Linked DNA regions of Mus musculus: region 1 is linked to region 2. Evidence: chromatin contacts called from public promoter capture Hi-C data. All regions are on one chromosome and are shown on one strand. The core of a region is the stretch at or near the end of the contact, and the rest is flanking DNA. Distances in the headings are between cores, read along the strand shown.

The links. Promoter capture Hi-C pulls out the DNA fragments that hold promoters and counts their contacts.
Region 1: a promoter capture Hi-C map of liver shows a contact between it and region 2, with 4 times the contacts expected there. The contact joins the promoter of Tmbim4 here to the promoter of Yeats4 in region 2. A contact is called at or near these places in 3 of 39 promoter capture datasets (the C10 cell line, liver and pre-B cells), 2 of 115 datasets of contacts at active chromatin or transcription factors (acute myeloid leukemia and astrocytes) and 1 of 9 other capture datasets (liver).

What each region holds. Positions count from the first base shown.
Region 1 is chr10:120,206,477-120,213,420 of GRCm38.p6, reverse strand. It overlaps Tmbim4 (transmembrane BAX inhibitor motif containing 4), which reads right to left and starts at 4,595. Exons shown (of 7, transcript NM_026617.3): 1 at 4,479-4,595. The coding sequence starts at 4,575.
Region 2 is chr10:117,222,461-117,229,730 of GRCm38.p6, reverse strand. It overlaps Yeats4 (YEATS domain containing 4), which reads left to right and starts at 5,224. Exons shown (of 7, transcript NM_026570.4): 1 at 5,224-5,472. The coding sequence starts at 5,422. It overlaps Gm31963 (a long non-coding RNA gene), which reads right to left and starts at 5,245. Exons shown (of 4, transcript XR_872061.2): 1 at 5,164-5,245; 2 at 2,984-3,140.

The sequences.
Region 1 (6,944 bases), core at 3,346-5,845, 3.0 Mb before region 2:
ATATTAAAGGCACATTTATTGGGAAGATGCTCTCAGGTGGGCGAGATCATTGGCTCCAAGGACTGAGGCCAGGAAAGTCGTCATGGGGAAATGGGGTCAGGGGCTGGGAGAAAAGGCGTGCACACAGAGGAGGAGTGGGGGAGGGGGAGGAGGAGGAGGAGGAAAAGAGAGGGACTCTGTTTATTTTTAAAGGAAGCATTTCGTGTATCCTTCTAATTACAAAGAAACAGCTGAGAATCACTTAATAAACACAGAAGTGGTCAGCTTAGTTATCAGCCCAGTTTCCAGGGTTCCTAACTAAAATGTTCCTGAATATTTAGCTAGTCATACAAACAAATTTACTGAGTGCTTGAGATCCATACTGTTATAGCCATGTGTACTACACAGAAATCAATCAAAAATAAAACTATGTAAAAAAAAAAAAAGCAGAGGAGGGGGGGGGGAGCCAGGATGGAGGGAGAGAGGGAGGGGGAAGAGGGAGGGGGAGGTTCTTCTAGGGACTGTGAAACCTACTTTTGAGTCTCATGCCGAACTAATTCTCTCCCAAATTTGAGAAGTTTCAATGTTTAAATAATTGTCTGGCCCTTAAAGCATCCGGTTCCATGCAGCAATCGTCTGCTTTAAAGACGAGGGATCACAGAGGCAAAGCTTGCCTGCATACTACCAGGCAGGCTGTGTTTAATCTTCAGACGCTTAAAGTCAAGGGTCTTTCTACAACACAATCTTATTTTCCTAACCTCACTTTAAATAGGCACGCTTCCCACGGTGACATTTGGTGTGTTGCTCCCAGCACGGAGTAGCTCAGCAGAAACGTCCTCTCCCCATGAGCTTACCTCACAGGTAAAGTGTAAGCTCCGAGGGACGGAATCCCGCTTCCTCCTTACGTTACTTCAGTTCTCAGATGCGTCATTCCTCCCAAAAGCCCCTCTAAACCTGGCATTTGGCACTTTAGAATTTAGCCAAGGTGCCACAAAGAAGTCATTTTAGGGGCTGGCCAAGTCAGTGTTTTCAGAACAGCAACTGTTAATTATCTCTGCATCTAGTACAGAGTTGCTGAGGGAAAAAAATCAAATGTGTTTGTTAAATATCCCTTAATAGTTTAAATTATTCCTTAAGTCTGACCTTGCCTCACCGAGGCCTCTCTCACTCACGGACACGCTCAGGACCACCTCTATAGTTTGATTGGTGTTCACGTATTGTTTCTGATAGTTTCCTGTAGTGTCATGTCTGTCACCTTCTGTCCCTGTCCTTCCCTGAGCCCATCCACTGTCTCATGTCATCAGGAACCTCTCAGTCCTACCCACTCAAGTACTACCCAGTACTTGCTACATAGGCCAGCTCCCGTCTTATTTCAAGCATTTCTAAGAAGAGCAGCAAAGTTAACAGTGTATCGAAACTACAGCACAGCATGCCTGATGAATAGACACAGAGTCCTCAACAACAACAACAACAAAACAGCAAAGAAGAGTCGATGGCATATTAGTACATTAAACACGACTAAGTGGGATTTACTCCTGGAAGGCTAGGATGGTTCAATACATGAACGTCAATCAAATGTCATATACTACATTTATAGAATGACAGACATGGGAGGAAATGCTGTCATGTCACTGTCAACTGACACAGAAAAACCATGTGATAAAATTCTACAATCATGTGTTAGCTAGGAATCAAAAGAAACCAATTCACCACGATAAAGAACATATATGAAGGGGCTGGAGAGATGGCAGAGAGGTTAAGAGCACTGGTGGGACACGTGCCTTTTTTAAGTGAGGTTAGAGAATAGCAGAGTTGTAGAAAGAACCTTGACTCAAGGGTCTGAAAACCAAGGGGCAAGGAGCAGTTGATGGCCACTGGTGGGAGTCAGTTTTCTTCCCCCACAGCTTCTAGTAAGTTGCCTACCTAGTGGCCTAGGTAGATGTCCCATTCCCATGCGAAAGTGGGTAGTACTGAGTGGATTCCCTGTATTAAACAAACAAACAAACAAACAAACAAATGGATAGGAAGGTGAGAAAAGGTTGTTGGAGGGAGTGGGGCTGGGCAGGATACACTGTATACATGTATGGAACTGTCAAAGAATAAATTTGAAATATTGGCTTAAAAAAAAAATGAAATCCTGCAATCCAAAAGCCATGATTCAAACGGATTCAAATGGATCACCAGAGAAGCTATGAGCAGTTGATGACTCCTGGGGGTGTGGCGTGAGTATGAATGGCCCCTATAGGCTCTTATATTTAAATGCTTAGTAACCAGGGAATGGAACTATTTGAAAGGATTAGAAGGATTAGGAGGCATGGCTTCGTTGGAGGCAGTGTGTCACTAGGGGTGGGCTTTGAGGTTTCAAAAGCCCAGAATGAGCCCTGAGTCTGTCTCATTCTTTGCTATGGATCAGGGTGTAACTCTCAGGTACTGCTCTAGCACCTGCCTGCACGCTGCCATGCTCCACGCCATGATGATAGTGGACTGAGCCTCTCAAACTGTAAGCATGTCCCCAATGAAATGTTTTCCCTTGTAAGAGTTGCCATGGTCATGGTGTCTTTTCACAGCAATAGAGCAGTGACTAAGACAGGGAGAGCCAGTTTCCTTCTACAACACTATGTGGCTACCCATGCTGTATGTCCTACCACCATGCTCATGGCGGCAGCCCTGCTGGACTCAGTGGGTTTTGTTTTTAACAAGGAGCACATGAAGTTCAGAGGGAAAAGCAGTGCAGGGATAAGGAGGAACTGAGGGGCTGGGGTGGGGGGGATAGATGTGATCAACGCACATCAAGTGCATGTGCTAAATGCTCAAACAACAAAGTACTTTTCAAAATGGGTACTATCAAGGGAATGAAAGGACAGGCCACAGATTGGGAGACAATATTTGCAAAAGATATACCCGGTAAGCAAAGCAAAACAAAACAAACAAACAAAAACAAACAAAACAAAAAACAAAAAAAAAAAAAAAGAAAGAGAGAAAACCTATTAAAATTGCCCAAATCCAAATTAATTAATGACTGCACCAAATTATGGCATGGATGAAGAAGAATTCATTCTTTGTTGCTAGGAATGCAGGGTCACAGTCTAGTGGTTTCTTACAGTACAAAGTCCACTCTTGTGTACCACCCAGCTACCATGCGCCTAGGTATTTATCTAAATGAGTTGAAACTATGTACACACAAATACACACACACACACACACACAAAACCCAGGGGAGTTTGCAAAACAGTTTTATCCATAACTGCCCAAATGCTTGAGCATTCAAGAGAACGACCTTGAGTTGAAGAAAGAAAAGTACTCAGGCACAAAGAGAAAGCAGAGGACGCTTCTATAGCAAGGGCTAGTCAGCAATCCGGCCACGGAGGATAGGGGTGGGGAATCGTAAGTACACACGGCAGTACCAAGTGAATAATGTAGATCTGAAGAGGAAAAAAATAAATAAAACACCCAACACACATGATCTTAACTACGTGGCATTCTGGACTAGGCCTGAGAGAAAGGAAGAATGACAGTCGGACACACATACACTATGACATGGGTGAGCTTTGAAGACATTAATAGAAACATGCCAGTCACAACGGCTAACATGTATGATTTCTTTTTTACTGAGGCAGTTCTAACCGTTTCATAAAGACTGAAGAAATGGGAGTTGCCCAGGGCAGAGGAGGCTGGCAATGGCGAGTTACTTATGGATACAATTTCACTTTTGCTTTGAAAGATGACTAAGTTCTGGCTGGATAGGAAATACCACAGGGCGACAAAACATTACTGCTTGGTACCTCAAAGGTGTCTAGGGTAGCAATTTTTTGGCTACCAGTACTTTTTCATAATGAATATATTTTAAAAGCTGAGCTCACTTGTCAAAATAATTTCAAAATTCATTACAGGAATATCGGGCTAGGTAAGTACCAAGATTCTAGATGCGTCAGAACCACCTTCATTTTTTTTTTTTTTTTTTAAATCCAGAACCGGTTTGAGCTGCCCAGGCAGGTCCATTTCTGTAAAGTGACCTTTGGTGGACAGTGAATTCCGCTTCGTTACGCGTCAACGAACAGCCTAAACTCAAAGTAATAACTTTGAGTCGCCGTGACTTTATGCGTCGGTCTGGGAAACTTCTCAGTCATCACACACACGTATGCCGAGTTCTGTACCCCACGGGGAGACAGTAATGACTAGGATGGTAAGGTCTCAGCACGGGGAACAAATAAATGAGGGCATCAGCCCGTGATTTCCAATGCTTGATATGGATCCTCCTGGTGTGCTGACCCCAAACATGCAATTATATCTGTCCCTACTCCAGAACTGTAATTTTGCTACTGTCACGAATCGTAATGTAAATATCTGATGTGCAGATGGCCTTAGGCGACCCCCTGTGAAAGGGTCCCGCTTGCGACCCTCAGGTTGAGGACCGCTGACCTAGGCGACCCGGCCCACACCTCTAGAAGACAACTATGTCTCCCTCTGGTCACTTGGTCCCCCTGACCCCCGCCACATACCCATGCGGATGTGCACGCTGGCCGACGCCACGCAGCTGCCGTAGTTGAAGTCATCCTCGATGGACGAGCGGGGATAGCCCGGGTCCGTGTCGGCCATGTCGCCAGCAGTGCCCGCCCGCACCTGCCCCGGCCGAAGTGGGAGCCTACACTGACCACAACCGCCTTCACCCACTTCCGGGATGGCCGCCAGACAGAACTAGCCGAACTGCCTCTCTGCAGCGAGCGCCGAACCAGTCGATCGCTCCCATGGAAAAGTCTCCACTAGGAGAGGAGGTTGCTTTCTAGTAGGAGACAGATTGCTCTCTCCCACGTCATCGCAAGGGAGTTTTTTCTAGGATTTTCTTTAAAAGTTCCTCTAGGCCTCTAGAGAATCTCTTCCAGAAAGAGTGCTAAACAAGATAGAAAGATTACGGTATCAATCAACAACCTCTCATTAATTCACTTCAATACTTGGTCCAGGAATGCACTTTTAAGTAAAATTATTTTAAAGCAACATTTAGGCCTTCATTTATTGACCATTTCTTTTAAAACAGACCCCCCCCCCTGCTTTTAAAGTTAAATAATCCTTCATCTTGAAAGACAAGTAGGAATCCACCCCCACCCCCATCCCACCCCCACCCCATGGGCGTAATTCAGGTTTTCACGGATTCGATGTTTGTGAATTGAGAGGGCAAAGTCATCGTGGTGGTGTACAGGACAAGTGCCAAAGAATGAGGCTGGACAGATGAACAAAGGCAAGACCACTGAATGCCAAATATAGAATTCGTGACCGAAACCAAAACCAAAGGAAGAAGGACAGAGAAAGTGGCGATAACAAAATGCATCTGTCATGACACTATTGCAAGCATGAGGTGTAGACTCGCCAAAGAAATATTCCAGGACACCACTAACTTTATTTATCTTTATTGTTTTAAGGGTCTCAATATGCATCTAGCTGCCGTGAGACTCATTATGTAGACCAGACTGGTCTTGAACTCAGAGATCCACCTGCCTCTGTCTCATGAGTGCTGGGATTAAAGGCGTACCAACCGGCCCACTTGTAATTATTTCTATGAGTTTACTTTGACTCATCCCAAAGACAGCAAGTGGGATTCAAAATATTGAAGAACTGTCTATTCTAAAACTAAAAATGTAATATTTTCAGGAAACTTTTTTCAGATATGTTCCACAATAACAAGAATGAAACATGCTTAGCTTTTTATTATTTTTTAAACATGTTGTTACTCACTTCAATAAAGGTAAGAATAGTATTTATTATAGAAGGCAAACTGGAGAAGAATTGGCAACCATCTTTTTATTATCTAAAGACAACACCAATATCTCATTCAGAAAAAAATAATTCTAGCTAGATTGTGCCCCCTATGTGAAAGACAAAATATTAGAACTTAAAGTTATATAAAATAATCTCTTTATAATTTGAAGAAAGCAAAGATTATTTAATCTACAAAGATTGACACACTATATAAAATTGAGAACACCTAGGAGTAAATTTCATTATAAAAGAGTAAAAGCAAACTATGGACTGGGAAATATTTTTAATATACACATCTATATAAAGTTCCCATCCCATACCATAAAAAGAATGACCACAAATCCAGACTTACTCTCTAAAGCAAACTGCTAATAGAAAACGGGGCAAGAGACTGGATCAGGTAACACTGTATGCATAGAATGAAGCCAACTAGGTAATAAGCACAGGGAGAGATGTTTACTCTCACTAATGATCAGAAAAAAATGTAGCTAAATATCAAAAGGAAACATTGCTAAGCATTCATCAAGTGGCTAAAACTAAAGGCTTGACAATGTCACACTCTGGGAAAACCAGATGTAACATATGTAACATAGCTATGACCAGCACAAATTAGAAGGCGCTGCCTAGGACACTGCAGAGATCACGCCCTCAGAAGGACCCTGAGTGAACCCTGGCCGGGCGTGGTGGTGCACGCCTTTAATCCCAGCACTTGAGAGGCAAAGGCAGGTGGATTTCTGAGTTCAAGGCCAGCCTGGTCTACAGAGTGAGTTCCAGGACATCCAGAGCTACACAGAGAAACCCTGTCTTGAAAAAAATCAAAAACCAAAACCAAACAAACAAACAAAAAGAGTGAACCCTGAAAGCACGATGCAACATGGGAAAGGCACATGCAACAATGGCGTCCACCTCTGCCAAAGCTTGCATCTCAGCATTCAGGATGTCTGATGTGCAGAGAATCCAGTTGTATATACAATGCATGGGAATTAACCTACAGTCAAGTGGTGATTGTTGCTGAGCACAAGGAAAGAAGGAAGGGAGGATGGTGGCAGAACTGACTCTGAATGTAGAAAGGTACAACGTTCTAAAAACTGTGGACCACCAACAAATCTCACTACATCCTTTTGTTCCACTGGTGTTCCTTTCTGGTATCAGCAAAGGCTTTGCTCAGAACAGAAAGGCATGGAAAGAAAGGGGAGGAGAGACAGGGTCTTAGC
Region 2 (7,270 bases), core at 3,975-6,474:
GAATTAAACTTAGAGGATATTTAAAGTTAGGATGGTGCCACAGACCCTAGAAGGAATCTGTAGCCTTGCTAAAATTCTCAACAAGAAAGTGCTCACATAGCTGGGCATGGTGGCGCACGGCTTTAATCCCAGCACTTGGGAGGCAGAGGCAGGCGGATTTCTGAGTTCAAGGTCAGCCTGGTCTACAGAGTGAGTTCCAGGACAGCCAGAGCTACACACAGAAACCCTGTCTCGAAAAAAAAAAAAAAAAAAAAGAAAGAAAGTGCTCACATGATGGGTGTATTGGACACACAAATGGCCTCACAGGGATGGATACACAGGATAACACACACACAGCAAAGTAAACATTAATTCTGAACAACAACAACAATAAAAACCTGGTGGCCGATGATACGACTCAGCCGGTAAAGGCACTTTTAATCCTGATCGCCTGAGTTTGAGCCCGAGGGCCTACAGGTGGTGAGAAAAAATTGATTGCCACAAGTTTATGTATCAAGAGACACAAATCTGTCTTAGCCAGTTAAGAGTGACCATACCACCGCGTGGTGGTGGCGCATACATACCTGCCTCTGATCCCAGCACTTGGGAGGCAGAGGTCAGCCTGGTCTACAGAGCGAGTTCCAGAATAGCAAGAGCTACTAGGAGGCTGAAGTAGGAATACAGCTGAGGGCCTAAGGCCAGCCTGGGACTGTGTGCCCACAACACAGTCTGTCTCACAAACAAACCAAACAAATACATTTAAGTGAATAAATAAGTCCGCTAGATAAGCAGACCAGTAGGGGCTGACGCGACCGCCACTGCAGTGTTCTCTAATTTACCGATGAGCTCTGTTATACCCTAGCCTGTGCCCATTTCCCTTTCCATGAACTGCTGGGGGGAGCTTGAGGTTAACATCTGGATACACTGCTTGCTGCTTTGGGAGATAAATGTTTTCAGTGGTAGACTTCCTAAGTGAAAAATAAATACTAGGTATGTATTAATTTATAGTCAAGTGAAAAGAGGTGTTTCCATCACATTGGTTAGTAATTCTGGGACACCCCCCCCCCAGTGGTTTCAGGATTTGGGAAACTCTGTACCCTGTATATGCCCAATGCATAAAACCAAGAGAAGCCTTCCTCCACCAGCCACAGACAGAACCTTGGGAAAATCATCTTTTTATCTTTCTTTCTTTCTTTTTTGGTTTTTCGAGACAGGGTTTCTCTGTGTAGTCCTGGCTGTCATGGAACTCACTCTGTTGACCAGGCTGACCTTGAACTCAAGAAATCTGCCTAACTCTGCCTCCCAGGTGCTGGGATTAAAGGCATGTGCCACCACTGCCTGGTTGAAAATCATTTCTTGATGTTATTTTCTCAGCACAACAGAAAAAAGCGAAGTCTAAAGTGAAAAGTGAAATTCCCATGATGCCCTTTTCACTCCGTGCCACCTCCTCCCCTCCCAATCTGCTGCAAGATAGCAATTCAGAAGGCACATTGTGCAGAGAGGATTGTCTGATCCGCGGGGCACAGATCCATGGCATGCTTTCAGGCTTTCAAGGGGGAGCTATTTTCATTACTATTACATAGGCAGACTTTCAAAGACCCAAGTGTCACTCTCAGAACTCAAAATGTTTCTGGCTAGTGAAAAAGAAGAAGTGTTCACTGGGAACCCTTGTTAAGATGATGTCTGCAAACCATCTCCACTGTACAGTGTTTTGTAGTGGAGACACTTAAAAACTATTGCTCTTCAAAAATTTGATCTATGCATTTATTTATGAATGTATTTATTTATTTATTACAGTAGTGTGGACCACACCTTTTATTTTATTCAATTACAAATTGTAACCATGACGATCGTTTGACAGCGCCACATCATCCGGGGTTTGTTCAGTGAGACCCTGGAAACTGCCTTCCCTGGAATTTTTGCTATGAGCGCCTCTTTCTCTGAGCACTTCTTGCATTTCTGGCTGTTTGACTCATCTCGTTCTTTTCCTGCTTTAGATCGGGAATAGCCATTTCTCCAAGGAGTCCTGGTTTCTTATAATAAATAATGATGTTTTAAAAATAAGTTCTTGGGGTGGGGGAGGCTCCGAGGACACACACACACACACACACACCATGGCATGCTCCCCACTCGTACCCCAAGATAAATGGAAAAAAAATACCTGGGACTCAGATGTCATTACTTCCACGCCCTATTGGTGGGGAAACCTAGAGGATACAGACATTTGCACTACACTTATCCCCAAGTCTTTTGAATTGAAAATACATCTATACCAATACCTCCATCACAGAATTCATTCTAATTTTTTTCCTTTTCCATCACTTAAGTTTCTTCTCAATTATCAATGTGCCATAATCGATATCCCAACATGACCCTGCTGTATAATAGATACCCTGCCCTCAGGCTCCTCCGTCTCGGTGGGTAGGGGGCTGCATTTTCCTCCATTACCTATGTCCCTTCTCTGAGGCACTATGCCAGGGATTCTCAACCTGGAGGCCCAATGACCCTTTCACAGGGGTTATATGTCAGATATTCTGCATTTCAAATGTGTTCATATTACTATACATAATGGTAGTAAAATTAGTTATGAAATTGCAACGAAAATAACGTCATGGTTGGGGTCACCACAGCATGAGGGGCTGTTAAGAGGCTGCCACATTAGGAAGGCTGAGAAGCACGGCACTATGCCAAACCTCTGTCCTGAGAGGAAGGAGGGCTCATGGTTGGTTGGTTCACTGTGCATCTTTCCTTTTTGAGAAAGGGTCTCCCTGTGATGCTCAGGCTGGCTAAAACTTTTTATCGTTTAGTTGTTTTGAGCCCACTCCATAACCTAGTCTGGTCTTTGAACTCTCAGCAAACCTCCTGCCTCAGCCTGTTGAGTGTTGAGGATACAGTCCTAGTCCACCATGCCCAGCTTGGCACTTCCTATTTAGCTCAGGCTAGCCCTGAACACTTCTGACCTCTGCCTTTTGAGTGCTGGGGTTATGAGTGGTTACCATCATACCTGGAAGATTTCTTCTCTGTTGTTCCTTTCCACATCCCAGACACCTAGAATAATGAGTGGAACGTGGTAGACTCTCATTACAACACGTTTTTCTTATTCTTCACTCTCCCATGATTCCAGGACAACAGCTTGAAGAAGACTAGGTCATACCTCAGGGCTGTGTAAATGTAGAGCAGAGACCAGCCATAAGAAATGTCACATGGCCTTTCCCGAGGAGGGAAGCAAGAAAAGACCAAAGCATCAACTGGACCAGAGTCCATCTTGGCAAACCGGTGAAACTACTGTGGTTACTCATGAGAGTATGGGTGAGGGGCCCCTCACAGGAACAGGGTTACCTCAAAGGCAACTGCATCACTGAAAAGCCCAGGCCCCAGTGGGTGGTGACTGGACATCCGACAACCCTGAGCTTGCTGGGTGGCTCTCAAGCAGCTCAGTAGGACAGAGTCTCCCCCAGTCAACTCCACAGGATGAGCACAGGCTCTGTCCTAGACTTCTGTCTCCTCCCTTCCCCCAATCATCCCTTCCTGCTTCTTTAACCTTGGGGGGGTGGGGTGGCGGCTCGTGTATCTTGTTAGCTTCAGAACTTCTTGAGCCTGTGAGTTGTTTACTTTCCAAGTCTCAGGAACCTCCTGTCTCCTTCCTGGAGGGAATGTCTCCCTTAGAAGCTCTAAGCTTATATCAGGTGATCAAGGAAGGGGAATGACATTTAGATATCAATTAAGAAACAGAGTTAGGACATACTCAAGAGCTGCCAGGACAACCTCAAAATACGGGATGACTATAGAAACAGCCAAGATTATCAAAAACAGGGGCTGGCAAAAGTAAAGGTACTTGTTATCAAGCCTGATGACTTTAACCAGATCTCTAGGACCCACATTCATTCTCTCTCTCTCTCTTTCTCTCTCTCAATAGATAATACAGTGAAAAAAAATACTTTTATTAAAGATTAGCAAAAATTGGGGGCTTAGTGGTTAAGAGCACTAGCTGCTTTTCCAGAGGACCTGAGTTCAATTCCCAGCAACCACATGGTGGTTCATAACCAATCTGTAGTGGGATCCGCTGACCTCTTCTGGTGTGTCTGAAGACAGCTACAGTGTACTCCCATACATAAAATAAATCTTTTCTTTAAAAATTAGCAAAAATTGATTGACCATGCTGTTAAATTCGCTTCTCGGTCTCCTGATTATTCTCATTGATTAGTGCTGTGCCCAGCCTTCATCAGAGAAGTTTATTGCAATGAGCAGTGGTTAATGCAGAAACCCAAAACTAGCCAAAACGCCCAGGAATAAGAGATGGTGGTGTGCTTAGCACTATTCGGGACAGTTGTACCACTCCTTCCAAGATTGGGGAATATTTCAGGGTATAAAGAGCCAGAGAATGGAGAGACATGTATCAAAAACGACACCTTCTGGCCACAACGTGGCCATTGCACTCATGAACTTACTGCAGCTGCGGTTATCTGCATAGGACCTGCGATTGCATGTTAACATTTCAACATGGATGGCGGGAGGGGTCCAGGGGCCTCACCCTTCCCAGAGGGACTATTGAAAATTCATGACTGTTTGGGAAAGAGATGCCATTTTCTTTAGTAAGGTACCACTGATAAATTACTCTTGCTTCGGTAAAGAATCCCACATCCATAGTAGGACAGGAAACGCCAATTAAAGCCAATAGGTCACGAACTAAGAGGGCATGAAAGTAGGAGGGGGGCTTGTTGGAAAGAAGAGTTCCAACTGGGGAAGGGTATGAGAGAGAAGAATGGTGAGTGAAAATAAGAACATGACCCTCTTAGGCATGGTTTAGGAGGTTTTTACTGTAGATAGGGAGAAAACAGATTCCCGACGAATCTGGAAAAGTCAGACTGAACATGGCCAGCAGAACAGATTGAGCCATGAAGAGCGGGAAGTGGAGTCATTTCTGTAGTGCCATCATGTTGGCCTTGGAAATCGAACTCAGGTCACAAGGCTTGGCAGCATATTCTTTACCAAGCCCACGCCCAGTTATCTGACCTGCCCAATCAGAAGCTTTGATTCCAGAGTCTATCATCTTGAAGTGTGTGGGGTTATCTCAACCCTAAAGCTACAAACGTTCACCATTTTGGTGCTTCCCTACCCTTAACTTCTGCCTAAAATTTATCCCCATCTCTCTTTATCCGCTGCAACAGCTCATCAGGCTCTTACCGGGGAAGGCTGCAGCCTCGCGCGTGCGCACTGTCTGCCTGAGCCCGTTGCGCATGCGCCGCCGCCCTCCCCCGCCCTTCCGCTCGGCTCTCCCAGCTCGGGGCTGAATGGCCGACCCCGACGCGGCGCGTGTGGAGGAGGTGGCTGTCCGGCTCCCCGAGCCCAGGCGACCCGCCCTCCTCCGGCTCGTGAGGGGAGCGGCTACCCCGCCGGCCTGAGCTCTCTCCCTGGCCGCCGCGGCTCCTTCCCGGGGACAATATGTTCAAGAGAATGGCGGAATTTGGACCTGACTCCGGCGGGAGAGTGAAGGTCAGTGCGCAGGCGCGGCGCGCGGGGCGGAAGCTCGGCGCTCATTGGGCCCCGAGTCCTCGTCACCGCCTCCGCACCGCCAAACACAAAGGTGCCGGGGTGGCTAGGGCATCAGTCGCAGACCCTGGATAGGCTCGTCCGTCTTGTCGTTCCCGAAGCCCCGTGCTGATAAAGTCAGCAAAGAGCGCTTAGCTTCGTTCGTGTTTAGTGAAGGTTGCTTAACACTGGACGTTGTGACACTCAGTTCCCTCCCATCTATATGTGTATTATTAATAGGGGTGGAGGTAAGAGAACGACTTGCAGGAGTCGGTTGTCAGGTGTCACCATGTAGGTGTGCTGTCCAGCCTGAGCTGCAGTCGTCTCTTCCCTGTGTGCCATCCCTCCAGCTCGCCACCCCCTCCCACCTTCCTACATCTGCTGGTTACTTTTTTTTTTAATTTTAAAATTTATTTTTATGTATATGAGTACACTGTAGCTGTCTTCAGGCACACCAGAAGAGAGCATCAGATCTCATTACAGATGGTTGTGAGCCACCATGTGGCTGCTGGGAATTGAACTCAGTATCTCTGGAAGAGCAGTCAGTGCTCTTAACCTCTGAGGCAGCCCTGCTGGTTATTTTTTAAGGTACCGGTTCAGGATGCTCTCCCCGTGCCCCTAAAAGGGGCTTCTACTTACAGATCTTATCACAGAAAGGATTTTTTTTTTTCCTTAAAAGAAATCACATCAGTCTACAAAAATTTTAAAATCCTCATCGGTGTCATATTATTTTTATTACCTTAATCATAGTGTCTATATATCCATAGCTGCCTTAACAGTATATGTAAGATGAGAAATCATCGAAAATCCTAAAGCCCTGAAATGCAATAGAAAGAAATACCAGGTAAAAGTCTGTGTTAGTATAAGAGGCTTTGTAGAGCTGTGCATTTGCCCAGGGTTTTAGGTAAGGCTTGGGGATGGTAGGAAGTGATTGCAGAGCAAAAGGTTCATGGGAAAACTCTTCTCTACTTGCACAAGTTAAATCTGGAAGTTTGTAGTTCAGGATAACTTGAGAAAGTTAGGCCTGTAGTCCTCAAATTGAGTTTCCTCCTTAGTAGCTGGGGAAGGGGTGGGGGTGAGGCAGGAACAAGATAGGCCCTTGAGAGGCCCAACCCAAGTGGCCTGTGTGTTCCCACTGTCCCCATCTCCTAGGCCATTCAGCTGTGAGCTGATCAGTATGCTAATCCCTTGGTAAGGTGCTTCTGTAGTCCAGGCGCCTCTCAGCCGCCAGCTGGGGACCAGCAATAAGCCTTTTGGGGGAGGGGGTACTCCATACCCAAACTGTATGTGCATAATAAGGATGACAGCAGAAAATGCTTGCCCTGAAATTCTCTCATAAACCGACCTTGGGTTTTGTGCTGTGCTTTGGTAAACACTGCCAGAGGCTAATCTAAAAGCCTTTCCCAGCCAGCAGAGCCGGTCACAATGGCAACTTGAACTCAGTAGCCTAGCTTTTAGGTTTGTGAAGGCATTTTGTTCTTCTCTAATCAAGTACTCAGGTGCTTTTACATGCAGAGCTCAGCAGGTAAAAGGCTTACCAAGTCTGATGACCTCAGTGCAGGCCTCAGGAAGGTGGAAGGAAGAGAATCTATTCCTTCAAGTCATCTGTGACCTCCTCATGTGCTGCACAGGGCGCCCAGCGTGCACACAAACACCCCAAACAACCCACTTTTCATGTGAGGACTGGGAACCAAACTGTAGCCTTCTGCAAGAGCAGCAAGCTCTTCAACCCCTGAACCATCTCCCCAGCCCCTCTCGTGGG